Regions from separate parts of the Arachis hypogaea genome. Here region 1 is linked to region 2. A link is a contact called in public Hi-C data. All regions are on one chromosome and are shown on one strand. The core of a region is the stretch at or near the end of the contact, and the rest is flanking DNA. Distances in the headings are between cores, read along the strand shown.

Evidence for each region. A called contact is a pair of places that touch in the nucleus more often than the background predicts.
Region 1: a Hi-C map of an unstated tissue shows a contact between it and region 2, with 3 times the contacts expected there. The contact joins the enhancer-like site here to the promoter of LOC112790600 in region 2. A contact is called at or near these places in 3 of 8 Hi-C or Micro-C datasets (leaf and an unstated tissue).

Annotation. Positions count from the first base shown.
Region 1 is chr3:53,299,181-53,305,104 of arahy.Tifrunner.gnm2.J5K5, forward strand. No RefSeq gene overlaps it. Among protein-coding and RNA genes, the nearest start is that of LOC112777680, 6.0 kb to the left of the region's middle. Within about 2 kb of position 1,966, at least 3 of the 3 cell types and tissues checked have open chromatin away from gene starts, as enhancers often do.
Region 2 is chr3:53,057,952-53,063,824 of arahy.Tifrunner.gnm2.J5K5, forward strand. LOC112790600 (respiratory burst oxidase homolog protein E) reads right to left here and starts at 3,292. Exons shown (of 14, transcript XM_025833077.3): 1 at 2,251-3,292; 2 at 605-764. The coding sequence starts at 2,920.

The sequences.
Region 1 (5,924 bases), core at 716-3,215, 240 kb after region 2:
TTAGCATTTTGTATTATAAAAATCATTAAGGTGTGTTTGAAAACTTGCAATAATAATGAACCAACTCAGATCTAACTAAATCTAATGCATATTATTTATAATTCATTCAAAATACGATGGATCATTTAGAAATACAGCATAGGGCATGTCTAGTTAGTCATAGAGTAAAAGCTGACAAGTTTTAATAATATTATTGTATCTACTGGTCCTATACAGCTATACTACTAGTTTGGAAGAGTTCTTTAATATGTATCTGAATATATTATGAATTGTGTACAGGATATGGTTGGTAGAGATGGAGATTGCGGCCATGGCTGAGGCTGAGGTCGAGGTCGAAAGGGGAGGCATAGGCTTTCTACCGGTCACCTCCTTGACTGCTCCGACTCGGATGATTATTTAGACGAGTATGACTAGGTTATTTAATTACGTTACTTTGAATATTAGGTATTATTAGTGGATTGCAATTTAAACGAATATAAGTCTAAGTTTAGTTATTTATTTTGTTTTGAGTCTTTATGTTAGAGGATTATTTATTACTTTGACAAGTTTGTAAACTCATTATCTAATATTTAATATAAATTTATTTTTATATTTATACTATTTTTTTGTCTTGTTATCTAATATTCTGTATAAATTTTATTTCTATATTTAAAAGCTTATTTGCATTAGTTGTTTATTATTTTTCAAATAGAAAAAGTAATTAAAACATATAACTGTTAAAATCGACGGTAAAGCTGTCGCTTTTTAAAATTAAAATAGACAAAGAATTTGTCGGTATCTAAAAAATTAAATCGACGGCAACTATGTCGATTTTAATGAATCAAATATTGACGGCAACGTTGTCGATTTTATTAATCATATTATAGATGAACATATTGTCGATTTTATTAAATCAAATATCGACAAAAATGACATCGCTTTTATATAATAATATAGACGGCAATGTCGCCGATTTTAGTAACAATGTAAAATTCTCATACTCATATTATAGACAGAAACACTGTCGATTTTATTAAATTATTATCGACGGCTAGGCAAGCCGTCGATTTTATTAGAATTTTAAAAAATCGACAAGCTTAATAACGACCACCTCCGCCGTCCATTTTTCCGTTGAATTTTATTATTATCGATGGCTTAGCCGTCGATTTGACTGTCGATTTTAATGATGTTTCTTGTTGTGGTTCGAAGTCGACTCGTTAAAATAAAACTAATCACTTTAAAATATTATTTTGAAAAAACTCGCGTTAGTACAAAAATTAGAGTTGTTACAATATGTCTATATTCAAAACTAGCTAGTTTTAAATAAATGAAGATTATGAGACGAATTTTAAACTAATTCCAAATTAATTTTTCCAAAGTAATAACAAAATTTAAGACAGAATTAGAATATTTTTCAATACTTCTTACCATTAATAATGAAGAACAAAATTCAATCTTAAAAAGATAAAGAAGCATGAATTAAAATAAAGAAAACACACATTATAAATCCATAAATCAAGCAGAGCTCCTAACCTTCAGCAAGGAGGTTTAGTTACTCATAAAAATAAAGAAAACTAAAGCAAAAGAAGAAGATGAAGGTATGAGATCTTAAATTGTGATCCAAAAATCTTTCTTTGGGATGTTTCCTTTGTAAACTTTATTCACTTAGTTATATCCTAAGTTCTATTTAAAATTTAAATTCAAAAACAAACTCTAATCACGTTATAGGAATGATAAGATAACTACCAACTTAAACTCAAATAAAATCTTATTAATAATTCAAATTTAATCTTGAATCAAATCCTAACAACCAAATCTTTATCTTTCTAAAACTAATTAATGCTAACAAATCTTTTGAATCTTGAATCTTCAAATGAGATTAAGACTTTGCATGATTGCAGATTGAAATTGGGCCCCGTAAGTGTTGTATCTTAGGAGTTCGAAGTTTTGGAGTTGCCAGACGTGCTTCTTCAAATTTGGGCACTGGCCCATTTGTGCCTCCAGGGCCAAAGGACGCTGGGCATTGGTGAGGGACTGCTGGACATTGGTGAGGGGTTGCCGGGTGCCGGCAACTGGACATCAAGTGGCAGTGGATGGATGTTGGAAACTCATTGTAATATTTTGGGCATCCAGTTTTAATGTTTTGGTTCTGATTAGATTTTCTTTAGACTATATTTGTGTTTTTATATTAAAAAAAATTAATTTTAAATTATTTTAAAAACAAAAATTTAAAAAAACACAATAATACTAAAATAACTTTAAATACTTAATTAATTTTTTTAGAAAATATAAAAATTTTAATTAAGGTTTAAAAAAACTAATGAAAAAAATCTAAAAATTACTAAAAATATCTAAATATCTGATAAAAAAATTTCTTAAAAATTAAGATATTAACTAATAAATAATTAATTTTATATATATCACAAAAAGATATTTGTCTTTAATTTCATTAGAAACGAGAAAGGAATCTCAAGTTTGGATAAATGAATAAACGTTGAAGTTTTTCAGATTTTTTAAATGAATTTATGGAAATAATTTTGATATCTCATTCTGTCACACACACCGAAAATAAGAAAATCTAATTATAAGTTATAAAGACAAATATTTTTTAAAAATTATAATATTAAATAAATAACGCTAGATACGATAGTATAAACGAACGATCCATAGGGACATGTTTATATGTTAGGGTTAATTATTAAAGTTAACAATCAAATTCATTCTTAAAAACTTACTTACTTTCAAAATTTGTCTCTAAAAAGTTTAAATTATCATATTAGTTCATAAAAAATAAAACATAAATTAAATTGGTCCTTCTATAAATTAAATAATAATGTGTCACTTTTAATATCATATGACATAATAATATAGTAGGTTAATATCATATATCACAAGATAATTAATTGATGTGTTATATTAGTGATGTGTGATATGCCATGTGTGTCATATATCATTTGATATATCATAAATTTAGAGTCAAATTAATTAGTACTTAAAAATATATATAAGTTATTTTCATCTCTAAAATTTTAAAAATTAAAAAAATTAATTCTTATATAAATCTCTCTTATTTTTTTTATAATATTAAATTTTTAATATTTTTTATTCCTATTAATTTTAATCTCATATCTTACACCTTAATCAATAAATTTTTTAAATAAAATAATAAAAATAATTAAATTATTACAAAATTATTTTTTTATTTATATTTTTAGATTTTATATTTTCAAATTCTAATTTTTTTATAGTAAAATTTTTTATATAAATAATTTTTTAAATTTTTTTAATTTTACTAAATAAATATAGTAATTATTTTAAGATTTTAATCTTTTGGATCTCTTCCAAAATTTAGTCCTATCTGTTACTAGTTGTCCATTTTTATCTTTCTATATTTGTTCAGTTCAAAATTTTTTAAAAAAATTAACTTTAAAAAAATTTTGACAATTGAAAAGACATAGAAAAATGACGATAATTAAGTAGTAATAATATTTTAAGAAAAGAAACTACATTAAGATTTTATAATTTAACGGGTGATTCTATAAATCGATTTTTTTAATTATTGAATTCTATTACATAATTAAAAACTAACAAAAATTATAATTTTGACAAATCTAAAAGATTTAAATTTTAAGATAACTACTATATTTATTTAGTTAGATTCAAAAAATTATATTTTTAAGTATATAATTAATAAGAGTTTGATAAAATTATTTAAATAAAAAAATTTTACTAACAAAATTAAAATTTAAAAATGTAAAATTTTAAAATACAAATGATAAAATAATTTTGTAATGATTTAATTATTTTTATTATGTCATGTACAAAGCATTTTATTGATGAATGGAGATTAAAATTAGGTGGATGTCCAAAATCGAAACTGATTACATCTATATTTTAAATAGATTTATATAAATCGAATTAGGCAAATTTGATTTAGATAAATATTTAATTTATCAACAAAGTAAAACATCTAAATAAATCAAATTATACTAATTTAATTTACTAAAGCATATGAGAAATTGCATCTAGGATGAATCCCTTGATAAATCTAATAAGTTCAATTCGATTCATTATTATAAAAATATATAATAAATCAAATTAACTCAATTTGATTTATTACAGTAAGTAATATGAAATAAGTATTGATTAATGTATAAGTATGTGTGACTAAATTATTAATTTAAAATTGGGGCCTATTACACATACAAGCAATTAAGGCTTACAAGCCTTACAAGTTGGCCCAGCCCAAAAATAATCCACGTGCACTCACTCCTTAGAATAGAGCGTCAATTACACGCGCCTCACACAATGGTTACGCTTTCCAAAACACATTCATTATGGTGCACTCTTCCTCTTCTCCCTCAAAGAAAAAGCAAACCGTCAAGTTTTAAGGCACATTCCAAACAAATTACAATTCTGAAGAGACGTTCGAACTCGTCGCAAAGATTAGAAGAAATCAAGAACAAAAGATAGAACTCTCCATCAAAAATCACCAGAAAAAACGAAGAAATATTATTCAAGGTAAGTTACTGTTTTACTGATCTTGTAGATTTTCCACATTTCTGTTTCTGATTTCGAAATCAAAGAACTAGGTTTTACTGTTCTTCTTGTTCTAGATCTCATATTACTATTTTTACTGTTCTTCTTGTTCTAGGTTTTACTGTTCTTTTAAGTTCTTCTAGGTTTTGCTGTTCTTCTAAGTTGTTCTAGGTTTTACTGTTCTTCTTGTTTTAGTTCTTCTCCTAACTGATTTTTGGGTGTATATTGCGTAATTTGTTGGGTGTATATGGCGTAATTTGTTGGGTGTATATGGTTGATTGTTGGGTGTATATGGCGTAATTTGTTGGGTATATATTTTTGAACTCATATAATGTAATATAATCAACTATTGCAACTGTTCTAATATTGCTTGTCCTTGGTGTATATTGCTTGACCTTGTAATATTACTTGACCTTGTATATTTATGCATGTTTGAGTGAATTGAACATCATTTTGAACTGATCTAATAAAATACTTATGAGAATCGGCTTGGGTGTATGTGGCTGATCTATGGGTGTATCTGACTGATATATGAGTGTATTTTTTATATATTGACAGCATCTCTTTTTTATTGCAGTAAAAACGGCAAGCTAAAACCAAGCTGGAAAAAATGTAAGCACAAATATATGTCTTAGATAAAATCAGTTTTTCTTAATAGAAATATGTTTGACTCTAATTTTGCTTTGTTTACAGCAAACCAAAGACATGAAGTGTGCAACCCATTTGTTGAGTGAGAAATTCGGAAATATGAGCAAGAAGAAGAAAGCAATTGTTAGGGATTTGGGATTTGGTGGCCTGACGCACATCCCGCCGCTAAGGGTGCATCACAAATTATTAGAGGAGTTGGCTAACTCCTTTAAATTAGGGAAAAATACACTCGAAATCGGCTACGGTTCGTTTAGAGTAAGACCGAACACAATAGGGGTTGCGCTTGGCCTCAACGCATCATGTAACTCATTATAGACATAGGTGTATATGAGCCATATTGGGGGTGTATTTCAAGTGATGTTTGGGTGTATTTCAAGTGATTTTCATACTATGTTATTTTTCTTTTTGTAGGAGATCTATTTCCTCAGAAAGTTAGTTATAAGGAACTTTCTGAAGAGAATAAACAGATTTCTAGAAGATTCCAGGGAAAGACTCTAAAAAATCTGACAGATGAGATGATGACTATTGTTGTTGAAAATGAACAGGATCGCCTCATATTCAAGAGGATTTTCATGCTCTATATACAGATGGCGTTCCTGTTACCAACCACAATAAACAAAATCTCTCATGTGCACCTGGCACCAATTTTTAAGATGGACACAATAAAAGAGGCAACTGGGGAGGACATGTTCTGAATTTCATCATCAGGGGCATAACAGATTACAATCTGAAAAAGAAAAAGTCAATCGACGGTTGCC
Region 2 (5,873 bases), core at 2,042-4,541:
TTGTAGGTGAAAAAGGGAGATTAGGAATGGTTGGTTGAAGAGTAAAGAAAGAAAATTGATGAGTTTTCAATTTATTAAATAAAATCGTGCATATATAGATGAATTTATAATGTTGGCTTGAACTACCACAAAGCTGACTTATTAAAATTTAAGTGATTTGTTATGTATTCGGATCAACTTCTTTTATTCAATGATAGGACATGGCCGTTTCCAAATCGCTTTCTTAAACTTCTTTATATGAATTTACATGAAATTACATATTATTTATGTGCTACGTAAATTAGCTTAAAAGAAAAATAACAAAACTCATCTAAATGCTTGTTGACTCTTTTTCCTTTTCCATTTTAATATGAAGTATAAGACAAACAACGGGAAACAATTATTACTCAGAATATGCACAACCCTAGCTATAACGAATCCCAGTAACAAATTAAATACCGGAGCATGAACATATATTATAAACATCATACAAAAATTCGAGTCTATTATTGTTGGACTATGACATTTTAATAAGCTATACGAACTCTACTGGTTATCGAAACGGACATGTTGCATGTTCATGACAAGGATTCTAAACGATGTTGCAAGGAGAACTAATACTTACATGTCAAAGAAAATCTGAAGGCGATTATCAAAGCTTTGATCCGAAATTTGCAACCAGAATTGATGCAACTCTTCCTTCGTTATTTTGCTGACTCTATTTTCTTTTCTTCTAGCTAACGTATCAAATATACCCACCGCAAATTCTTTTGAATCCTCCATCCCTTTCATTAGAATTAATGGAATAAAATTATGATAACACAACTTAGTAGATTAATTAGTAAAATAATAATTTGAGTAAAATTGTGTTCTGAAGTTAGCTTGAATATTTTCCGTCCTCATTATGAATATAGCTAGCACGCTATTTAGTGTTTTAAGTAACCCTTTCTTTTCTTACTAATAAAGTTAACTTATTCCATTTTCTAAATACTCTGTGACCATGAGCAAAAATTGTAACTGAACAGATATAGACATATTATGCTATATATGCTGATTTCAGCTATCAAATACGATTAGCCAATACCTTACAAACTTAATATTTTTTTAAAATTAAAATAAGCAAACAATTTAATCAAACTATTAGTATAATATGGATGCTCGTGGTGCGACTTGGATTGTTGTTCAACTGAAAATAAATAATATATTGTGGTTTTTGGATTAGAGATTGATTTATTTGATTTTGAGATATAAAACAAGGATTACAAAATAAAAATAATTTACTTGAGTTAGTAAAATAAATAAAAGAAAACTCATTCACACACTTAAAATGTTATTTAAGTAAAAATAGTACATGAATAAAATAAATTATGTAATGAATTAAATATATTATATGTGAAAACATAACTCTGAAAATTAAATATTAGTACTATATTATGTAGTTTGAATTAGAATGAACCAGATTACACTGATATACCTGAAATTTGATTCAATTCATGCTTTGTTAGAAATAAAATCTGATGGAATCCAAATTATTGTAGTTTTAATCGGTTTTAGATTTAAATTAAATTAGATCACCATTTTTAATTGGATAGATCTAGTTTGAACACTTAACTAATTAATGTATATAAAAAATTCTATATTATTTAAATTTCAATTGCACTAATAATAAAACAATAAAAATAATAAATAATAAAGCCAAACTGTTTGATTGAGTTGTGAATTGATGTTCTAACGTAACCTTTTTCTTAAAGAAGAAAATAATAGAGGATTAACCACTTTCCTTTCAAATATGCAAAGATTTAATAATTCAGCAACTTTTAGTTCAATATTAATATTGTTATGAGGTAAAACTTTCAGTTCTAACTTTAAAAACAATGCGTAATACGTATAAAAGAAATGCTTTCCTTTCCTTTATTGCAAACTCATCAATTTCAAGCTATGTTAATTAAATTGAGTATTTAAAGATTTAAATAGTTAAATCATGAAAACTACATGACCAAAATACTATGATGAGGCAAGAAAATTTTCATGTTAACAGAACGCCTTCTACACTCATCTCTTCACAACAATTTTCTCTACACAAAAACAAGAAGATTAGCAAACCATTTGATTGGTCTAGTAAGTAAGAGTTTAATTGGATAATAATATATATGCATAAATTAGTAGTTTTAAGCTGGGTTAAAAAAGATTAAGATAAAATAAATTTAAAAAAGAAAAAGAAAAAGAAAAAAGAAAAAAGAAGACGAAGAAGAACACACGTAAGGTACGTACCAATGCATTCACCGAAGTCCTCTCGAGCGAGCAAGCCATCCTTTGAGAGCAACATGAACCTCTCTTCCACCTTCTTCCACAGTTCCTCACTACTACCATCACACCCTGTCTTGCTGATGAATCTCAAACCCTTCAGCGCACTCTGCGCGCTCGATCTCGACCGTTCAATCTGTAACCGCATCCTCCTCGCGTTCCGTGCTGTTACCACTGGATCTTCAACACTTACGGTGCCGCCGCTCTCCGACGATACCGAGTTCCGCGACGACGCCGATCTTATCCACGGGAACTTTCTCCGAATCCGCGACGCAATCGACAGACTCCTCGGCACTCCGGCACCGATGGCGCCGGCTTCTTCGCCGGCGCAAGAAACTGACGATGGCGATGCGACGGGAGCAGAGCCGGCGGCGGAAACAGACGATGGAGATGCGTCCTGGGCGGAATTTGCCGGCGCGACGTTGCAGAGCACGACTGCGTCGTCGTCGATCTCCAAGGTGATTTCAACGAGCTCCTGGTGGTGGTTGCTACGGAGGTTGTTGAGGAACACCGGCAACATCGCACCGTAGGAATGTCCGGCGCCGCCACCATCGGACGCTGGTGACGAGCTTCCTAGGTTTTCCGGTAACTGGATTTCTTCTGCGTTGCTGCATCTCCGAAACGACGACGTTTTCATCTAATCAATGCAGTCTTTCTATTTCAAGTTTTTTTTTTATGTTTTCTCTTCCAATTTTCTAGTGCTACTTCTTAATGACTTGTTTGGTGTTTTTCTTTTCTTCTTTGTTGCTATTCTCTCGCTAACTGACTCACAAATGCAAAGCAAGTTAAGAGAGAGAGAGAGAGAGAGAGAGAGAAGGAGGTTTTGGTTCACACGTTTAGGCGCGAAGCTGTGTCTAAAAACAAAGGCAAACACAAAGGGTTGGAAATTGAAAACACAAGACAAACACCTCTCAACGAATTTGTGCACACGATTTCAACGCCAATGTGCCCTTATTGCTACCACCTACGAGAGAGTAGTAGTTGGGATCTTCATTTTCTTTCCTTTGCTAATCAATTTGAAAATAAATAAATAAATAAATATAACAAACTCAACCTATAAATTGTAATATATATATATATTGCAAGATACATACAGTTGTTGGTGGAAGTAAAAATAGGAGTATCTTAGTGGTATTATTTTGTATTTAAACAAAAAATGCTCTAATATATATATATATATATATATATATATATATATATATATCTTAGCTTAAAATCTTAATAATCATAACCATAAAATGCTGAATGCGTCTTTGTCAGAATTAGTTTCTTTTCTTTAAAGCCTTGGAATATATATACTCCCAAGTTTGCTCCTATTTTATTGATTAACGAAAGAGGAGTACATTCGCTTGTATTGACATGTAGTACAAAAGTTAATTGCAAGTGGAGGAGAATTAATGCATTGTTCAATAAAAACAATAGAAAAATTGGGGTAGTTAAAATTTGGTTGCGATAATGGAGGTGACTACACGAATGATTGAAATAAGGAAAGGTCAAGGTGTAAGGTAAGTGAATGGGACCTAGAATATTAATAAACAATACTTGAACCTATTTTTCTTTTTTACATATTATAGACAAATTAATTAAGTTATTTTTCAGCATTTTTTTAATTTTATAATTACCAATAATATATTTTATTTTGAAAATGTATTATGTATTATATGTTAAAGTGAAGAATAATAATTAAGTAGTATATATCTTATATAATTATTATACTAATGAAAATATTGGAAAGGAACTAAATTGAAAATAATTCAAATTGACTTTCAAATTATATTAATAATCAGTTAAGTTTTTCTTTTTTTATATCATATAAAGTATTATTAAAGTAAGGGTTAAGTACTTTTTTCTTTTTTAATATCTTAGGTCAAAATTAAAATAATTTTTAACTCTTTTTCTTAATTAATATTATTTTTAACGTTAAATTTAGCATTAAAATCATCTTTTTGAATATAATAATTTTTTAAATGATACAAATACTCCTTCTCTATTATCACTATAATTATTCCACCCCACCGTTACCCCCACCCCACCCACCTAAAATAAAAAAACAAAAAGACATGGAACAAAAGAAGAGACAAACAGAAAGGGAGAAGAAAGAAAAAGAAAGGAAGAAGAGGGAGGTGACGACAGAGAAGAGTGCGGCCGTCGCCATCGCCGTCACGTCATGACTGTAGAGAGAGACAAAATGACGAGATGAAAGAGAACAAGAGAAGAGAAGAGAGAAATAGAGGGAGAAGAAAGGAAAGGAAAGGAAGAAGAAGGAAGTGACGATGGAGAAGAGTGCGGTCGCTGCCGTCATGTCATGAAAGACTGCGGCCGCCGCCATCGCATCAAGACTGAGGTGGGTGCTGCTTTATCGGTGTCGAGCTCCATCACTGGTGGAGGCCAAGAGGTAGGTTTGTAATTTTACAAAATAGAATTTCTTCGTTACAAGTATAGTCCAAATCCACACTTAGCTCTCGATCAAAGGTTAATTCATAAGATGCCACAATCAATACAAAATAATCGGGAGTTTGAAATTCCCGAGTTGTCTCCCTCAGACTATGCAATAAGATGTGTCACACTCTTGGATGTGAAGAAAGGGGTTTCTTCAATCAAGGAACGAAAGATTAAAAGAACTAAGAAATGAAAGAACTAACAAATGATCAAAAAAGGAAAATAATGCAATAAAAAGGAAACAAGATCAAAATTTAATGAAAATACGATAAATGCGTAAAAGAGCATTGACTTGGGAATGGAAATTAAAGAATCCTATCATCATCATAACCACAACTACGGCAACTATAATGAGTTAAGCTTACTTCGTCAACCCCTAACATCAAGGAATAAGTCAAGCAATATTTGACCTTAATCCATAAGTCCTAGCTAACTTACTAATTAACTTAGTGGTGCACTGGTGCACGAAATTGTGATCAATACTTTTCACAACTCAAATAATCCCCGGTGATGAATCCAAAAACTTGGTGTTCAATACCATGGCATAAACACAACTTCGCACAACTAACCAGCAAGTGTACTGGGTCGTCCAAGTAATAAACCTTACGCGAGTAAGGGTCGATCCCACAGAGATTGTTGGTATGAAGCAAGCTATGGTCACCTTGTAAATCTTAGTCAGGCAAACTCAAATGGTTATGGATGATGAATAAAATATAGAGATAAAGATAGAGATACTTACGTAATTCATTGGTAGGAATTTCAGATAAGCGTATGAAGATGCTTGGTCCTTTCCGTCTCTCTGCATTCCTTATGTCTTCATCCAATCCTTCTTACTCATTTCCATGGCAAGCTGTATGTAGGGTTTCACCATTGTCAGTGGCTACCCCCCATCCTCTCAGTGAAAATGTTCAACACACCCTGTCACGGCACGGCTATTCATCTGTCGGTTCTCAATCAGGTTGGAATAGAATCCAGTGATTCTTTTGCGTCTGTCACTAACGCCCAGCCTTCAGGAGTTTGAAGCTCGTCACAGTCATTCAATCATTGAATCCTACTCAGAATACCACAAACAAGGTTTAGACCTTCCGGATTCTCTTGAATGCAGTCATCAATTCTAGCTTATACCACGAAGATTCCGGTTAAAGAATCCA